Linked DNA regions of Danio rerio: region 1 is linked to region 2. A link is a contact called in public Hi-C data. All regions are on one chromosome and are shown on one strand. Each heading gives the region's core, a stretch centred on a gene start, on an enhancer-like site or on the middle of the called end of the contact. The rest is flanking DNA. Distances are from core to core; before and after follow the strand shown.

Region 1 (3,450 bases), core at 155-2,654, 47 kb before region 2:
AATATGCTTAAACTCTTTTACACCACTGTGGGTCAGCAGGGTTAGTGGGAATATGTAATGAGTCTTATTGACCACTAGGGGGGGTGTCAGACGTTTAAAACTTTTAGGACATTCAAAAGCACTCACTGACAATGACAGGTCCAGTGAATTGCCTGCATTGCTGTAGAGCGTCACCTCAAGTGCCATCACTCTTCCATTCTTCATAAAACCCACCTAAACATGATGTTACAAAGCAAAAGAGCTTCATTAAAGTCCAATCAGGACAAGGACAATATCTGGTTAACTTGTATATACTTTTACCTTGTACTGTCCAAAGAAAGGATGGCGGCCACCTGTGACCAGCATGTCCTCATCACGATCTAACATGCAGCGAACCGGGCACTTAACCCTAAAGGAAAAACATAAAACAGTATGTTTAACCTACACTTAAAGTTCATCCTCAACATTAAATGAATATTTATTTGTGAAATTTTACTTTTGTGCGGCAACAGCAACCACAGTGGATAGAATGGTGCTCCGACTCTCTTTCCCTCCAAATCCTCCACCCATTCTCTTCACACGACACACCACCCGATTAGCAGGAACACCTAAAGCTTTAGCCACCAGAGCCTGGGCCAAACACAGCAGAACATGTGCATCAGGACAGTGCAATCAACGTTATATTTTGCATTAATACTATTTTAAAATTAGATAACCAATATCATCCGGCTTAGTCACCTAACATCATGACCAAAATCTAACCTAATATTACACGTCTTATGATGTTGTCTGCCTGCTGGGATCTCTCTGTTTTGATTCTATGATTGTATTGATGTGGATCGGAATTACTATCCTACACTAAATCCTAAAAGACTGAATGTTTTGTGTATTTACTTGTGTCTTGGAGGCCGACTGTGTGGACACAAACAGCTCCATTTCTCCATCCTCTCCACGAGGGACAGCCAGCGTGCAGTTAGTCTCCAGATAAAACTGTTCCTGCCCTCCAATGTGCATCTCACCTATAGAATTACATATTTAAGATCAACTCATCAAATTAAAGAGAAGCAGGTCTGACCGTGATACAAATGGTGGCAGAGAAAACTGCAGATCTACCATTGATTGACATACTGTTTCATCAATAAACATAATGTGTAATCTATTTATTAGGTATATGTTTTTCAGAAGAATGCAGTGTATCGTTATGATTTGGAATAAAATATAGATGTATAAATACCGTGCAGGATGTGATCAGAGTCTTTAAATCCTTGTGCAACATCTCCTTTTTCTATAGTTCTAACTGGCTCGAAGAATGACTTGTTGTTAATAGCATCCTGTTTGAAAGAGTGAACGCAAACAGTTAGCAAAGCAGACAAGCTTATCTCTCCATGTGTTATGTATTTGTGAACTATAAGCCATTTCCCTGAAAACCTTGAAAAATCTGGTTATGCAATAATGAAAGCAGAAAAACCACTAAGCAAGGGTGAAAGGTCAGAGCATGTGACCATTATTTTTCTCATTCAAATAACGTAGATCAGTGGTTTTGAGTCCTATTTTAGTCTTAAGAATATCCATGTTAATTTATTGGATACATGCTTCGGATAAAAGCAGGCCCGGATTGGCTAATCGGGAGGACCGGGAGAATTCCCGGTGGGCCGGTCTGTTTTTTGGCCGCGAGGGCCGGTGTCCCTAGATCCAGAATCTGTTGCTCTCAGCAGTCACACTTTTTAAATTTATTTATTTATTTACTTGACCACAGCCTTTTTATTCATTATTTTACCGCAGCTCTGCTCTTTTTATCTATTTTCTCGCAGCTTTGTGAGCAAGATGCAGCCTGCAGGTTAATGATGATATGATTCAGATGAGTCATTACTCAATGTATTTCTGTTGTGGTCCAGTGGTTAGCACGTTAGATTGCGACGTCGCTGACCCGGGTTCGTTCCTCGTCTGAGTAATTTATTTTTTTTATATTTATTGTTAAGACATATGATACTGTTAGGGTTGTTGAACATTTGAAGTTCTAAAGCAGCTGTTTTCTCAAAAAAAAAAAAAGACGTGATAATGTAATTAGAAACTGATTTGGAAATGACCTTATTTTAATATAGTCAGTCGTGAACTGAGGTGGGCCAGTCTGAGGCTTGAGACTCCAGGGCTGAAAAGGAGTCCCACTCCGGCCCTGGATAAAAGTGTCTGCCAAAAGCAGAATCCTGGGTTCCGTACAATCGATTTGTGTTGGGAAAGAATGAAGGATTTAAGTTAGCTTAATTAAAGTGTACATTTAAGTGGATTGAACATAAAATAATGAAGTTGTCACAAAAAGCCCTCAAAAATTGTGTTATTTCAGCTCATTTTAAAAAAGCAGTTTGAACAAACAGCAAAAATGTCATTTTTGAGCGTGTGAAGTAAACAGGGCTTGACATTAACTTTTTTGCTTACCAGCCACTTTAGCTAGTAGATTTCAAAGTTACTAGCCACTCTGCATTTTCACTAGCCACAATTATGTTGTTAGGAAAATACATTTAATATGCTTAAAATTGATGTTGGCATGCAAAATGACTTAATTTTAAGTAATTTAACTTGATCTAGGTCATTTAAAACTCCTGTGACCACCCACATTATAATATGCATAATATGGTATACACAGCTGGTATACAGCAGGCAGCATTTGAAGTGGATCAAAACATTTCATAAAATTTGACTTATAACCTAAACACTCGTTCTTTTCTTAGGACATCTTTGATACAGATCTTTTTTGATCCAGTTTAAATGTTGACAAATACTAAAGTCCCTTTCAGGTAAGTCATTTCACTTGGCAGCCATCTATAAAATGCCTTTTAGGCAGTAGGCTCGAGCATTCAGTTTCAATCAGGAATCGTCAAACTCTCTAAAATTGCTTGCCAAGCTTATGATTAAATTTCATATTAGGAATATTTAACAATAACTATCTCTGTAGTTTCATTTCTAAATAATCGAATCACACAGAATCTAGTTAAACTCATGTTCAGTCTGAGCCCCTCCCTAGAGAATTGTCAATGTATAGCAATCAATTATTGGCTCCTGTATTAGAAGGCGGGGCTTCGTTCACCATATTGGCCGTTACACTTTTTCCCCATAGAGTCTATGGCATAGACTGTTTTTTCCATTCAGAACTTAATGGGTTACATGTTTTGTGTATTCTATAGTCTTGGCAAATACATACACTACCGGTCATACCATATATAAATAAAGGAATTTGTAATCAATACACAATTAAAAGTGTAAACGGGAAAGATGCTATATTTTATATATATATATATATATATATATATATATATATATATATATATATATATATATATATATATATATATATATATATATATATATATATATATATATATATATGGGACTAAGCCGACAAGAAAATGAATGAATGATATATATATATATATATATATATATATATATATATATATATATATATATATATATATA
Region 2 (3,766 bases), core at 474-2,973:
GCTTTAGATCCCAGAACTCAGCTTGAGACTTCTATCAACTGCACGAACCTAAAACCATGAAAAGTAAAAGATTTTATCATTTAGATGGGACATTAAAATTGTGTCAGTTTGAAAGCAAAAAACTGACTTTGAAATGAACTAACAATGCATGTTAAATCATAATACTTCTTTGAACCACATATTACACCCAAAAGAACATGACAAAACAAGTTTAATAACCCTTTAAAAACATTTTAAACTTAAACTTTTCCAGAAACTAACAAAACATAGTTACATTCCTCTAAAAACACCCCCAAAATGAATTCAGTGTCCATAAAATATGTTTGACACTAGACAAAATAAATGTCCCAAAATACACAAAGACTCACAAAACAAGTTCAATAACTCTTAATAATAATAAAATAATTCCTTACATTTATATAGCACTTTTTTGGACACTCAAAGTGCTTTACACATTAGTGGAAATCTCCTCATCCACCACCAGTTAAACCCCTACACTTTTTCAAAAAACATCCAGGGATTTTTCACAACCACAGAGAGCCAGGACATCGGTTTAATCTCACCCGAAAGACTACGCTCACTGAGCAGTACAGAATCCCTATCACTATAGTGGGGCATTAGGACCCCTGCTGGTCTCACTAACACCACTTCCAGCAGCAACTTAGCGTTCCCATGTGGTCTCCCATCCCGGTACTGACCAGGTGCAGCCCTGCTTATCTTCAGTGGGCAACCATGTGGGAGTAGCAAAGAGCTAGCTAGTCTCTTACCCAAGAGTTTCTTGATAATACACTCAAAATTAATTAAATGCCCTCCAAAAAAAAAAAAAAAAATCAAGTTCAATGCCCCCATGATACCCCCAAAATGACACTCCTAAAACAAATCCAGTGCCTCTCAACAAGGACCGTTTAATTACTCACAAAACAATCTCATATAAAAAGTAAAACACCCAAAATACTCATGAAACCAAATAAATGGCATGAGTGCACTTAATATATACTACATTTAATGCATATTAAAATGAGGAACACTGCTCAAATGATCTCTCCAGGACAGTTATTACATGACATAACTGATTTAAGCTGTACATAGATGTAAGTGAAAGTATACTTGCCAAGGATGGGGCTTGAAAAAAACCGGTAACGATGCATGCATCGGCTCATCCAGGAACAGTAGCCAAGGTGAACTGATCCAGACACAAGCAAATATCTAATATGGTACATTCTTGTCCCTCAGCGGTGTAATATTTGGCAGCTGAGTGCAGAATGAGTCGTCTTTGACAGATTTTCCTTCTGCCATTCCAAGCAGCATGACTATGCAAAGCATAGCTACATATATATAAATAAGACTTGTCTTCTATAATAATACTCTCCACAATTATAATCCATAAAATCCTGTCTCAAAACATTCCTTGGTTTTGGAAGAAGTCAAGCCCAGTTTTAAAAGATGTCCCGTCTGCAGTTGATTGACTCAGGCTGTCTTCAGGTAATGAAGTGATTGCTCGGCCAGATGGTCTGAAAGCTGCCGTGACCCCTTCCCAAAGGTAGAGCCCAATCTGCTGGAGCTTATCCTACAGAAGAATCTTGACTCTTGATGGAAATGTTTAGAGGCAAAAATAAGTGGACTTGAACTCGACACTGTGGCAGCGACAGAGGAGTTTGGGATCTAATGCACATGCACATTAACACACACATACGCTCCGTAATAGGTTGAAACATAAGGGATTATCTACTCAGCAATAGCACACGTGATCTATTAGGGCCTCATGGTCACCGCTAACAGGATAATGTCCATGACAGGTGAGTTTATGTGTGAAGGTAATTGGTTAACAAAAATTAATCCTCCTCCTGAAATGTATCTTTGGTTTCTTTATTCTATCCGGTTAATTAATCGTAGTATAAAAGGTATTTTTCCACAATATTTACAGGCCGTAGGCGTCATTGGACTTTATAATTCTAACCAAGACATCCTGAAAAGAAAAGTTGATCTTTTGCGACTGGTTGACCTCTGCTCTTGAGAAGACACGGCGCAGGGTTTTAGATAGCAGGTTAGGCCGCTGATTCAGGGAATGTGGGAAGTAAGCTGGATAAAGTGCTTCTCACTGATCTGGTTACCAAGAATATGTGCCGGGTCAAAAAGGGACTGAACCATCTGCTTTCCCTCAACACACATAAACAATAATACTTCTTACTTTAGTGGATGACTTAGGCCAGCCAAGATTAAATTGCACTGACTGCAAGCTTATTTTTTCTTGGTATTAAATAGTACAAAAGTTGTTTATATTAAAACCCAAATCAGAAAAAGATGGGACAGAATGGAAAGCGCAAATAAAAATGAAAGTAGTGATTTCTAAAATTACTTTGTCTTGTATTTCAGTGTTGCACATGATTTTTTTTCAAAATAAATACTCCAATTTTGCAACACATTTTTTAAAAAAGTTGGACCAGTAAAGCATTACCAGTTTGTAATGTTGCCATTCCATTTCACAACACTTAAAAGACATTTAAGGACTGAAGGCACCAAGTGATGAAGTGTTTCAGGTGTAATTGTGTCCCATTTGTCCTGCAAACAAGTCTTTATCCTTATTCATACTACAAACGACTCGCAACAACAAAGCGACAACCGACCATTCATTTTAAAGGAGAGTCAGCGACTTCCGGCGACCTCCGTTTACATAAGCGACAGCGACCATTGGCGACCAGGTTGGCGTGGCGAGTGATTCTCGCTCTGCTCACTCAGAGGCCAGTTGTATTCGTGCTGTATATATCTACTTAGACCTGCATTTGCAGCAGGTCGCCACGCAGAGCGACACGCAGCTACAAAGTGGATAAAGCATTAAGGTGGGCCTTAAGTACAGTATGGGTCTTCGTTGTCACATTTTGGGCTTCAAAATGCGCCACACATTCTCTATTGGAGACAGGTCGGGACTGCAGACAGGCCGGTCAAGTACTTGTATTTTCTTCCTCGACAGCATTCTTTGCATTGTCTTGTTCAAAAAAGTAACCACTACTTTCTTTTTTTGTTTGTATTTTTTTACTGTCCCAACATTTTCTGATTTAGGCTTGTACAACTATTTTTAGACAATAGTTTTTGAAAAGGTCTGAGAACAAGTGAAAATGTCATCAACATGATCACGGTTCATACACAAATATGCTTTATGCATGCACAAAATAACAATTAGTTATTTTAAAAAGTGAGTAGACCTATTGCCTTAAAAGTAACCAGTTGGATTATATAAAAAAAAGTGAATAAACTTTAAACTGTAACTTTTTTTAGATTTAGCACATTGTTCATTTACATAATTAAGACAATGGGCTCTATTTTGACGGTCCATGCGCAGAGCGCAAAACGCAGGGCGCAAACGCTTTCAGGGCATGTCAGGACGCGTTTTTGCTAATTTAAGGACGGGAAATCTGCCTTGCGCCAAGGTGCATGGTCTAAAAGGGTTGAGTTTATTTTCTTAATGAGTTATAGGTGTGTTTTGAGAATAAACCAATCAGAGTCTCATCTCCCATTCCCTTTAAGACCCAGCTGCGTCGCACCAAGAGCGCATTTGCTATTTACTGGACGCAAAGTAAGTCTAAGTGGAAAAAATGAGCATTTCACAAGCAAACAGTTAACAGTTGACAGTTTTTTAACAGAAAACTGTTAAACAGAGCATCTACTGCGTGAGAATGAGAGATAAATGATCTACTTTCACTTTCGCTCTTGGATAGGGAAACCTTTACGCACAGACATCAATTAGTCTATAAATAATTAATTTCGTTTG

Evidence for each region. Hi-C and Micro-C count contacts between places; a contact is called where the count stands out from the background.
Region 1: a Hi-C map of embryo shows a contact between it and region 2, with 1.8 times the contacts expected there. The contact joins the enhancer-like site here to the promoter of si:ch211-132f19.7 in region 2. A contact is called at or near these places in 3 of 18 Hi-C or Micro-C datasets (caudal fin, embryo and an unstated tissue) and 2 of 4 datasets of contacts at active chromatin or transcription factors (embryo and gastrula embryo).

Annotation. Positions count from the first base shown.
Region 1 is chr17:35,062,340-35,065,789 of GRCz12tu, reverse strand. It overlaps xdh (xanthine dehydrogenase), which reads right to left. Exons shown (of 36, transcript XM_683891.9): 20 at 1,214-1,310; 21 at 874-998; 22 at 476-609; 23 at 301-388; 24 at 127-213. The region is part of intron 1 of LOC137488123; the gene reads left to right. Among named protein-coding and RNA genes, the nearest start is that of zgc:162964, 17 kb to the left of the region's middle. Within about 2 kb of position 1,404, at least 3 of the 62 cell types and tissues checked have an H3K27ac peak or open chromatin away from gene starts, as enhancers often do.
Region 2 is chr17:35,015,516-35,019,281 of GRCz12tu, reverse strand. It overlaps si:ch211-132f19.7, which reads right to left and starts at 1,723. Exons shown (of 19, transcript XM_683811.11): 1 at 1,112-1,723; 2 at 1-48.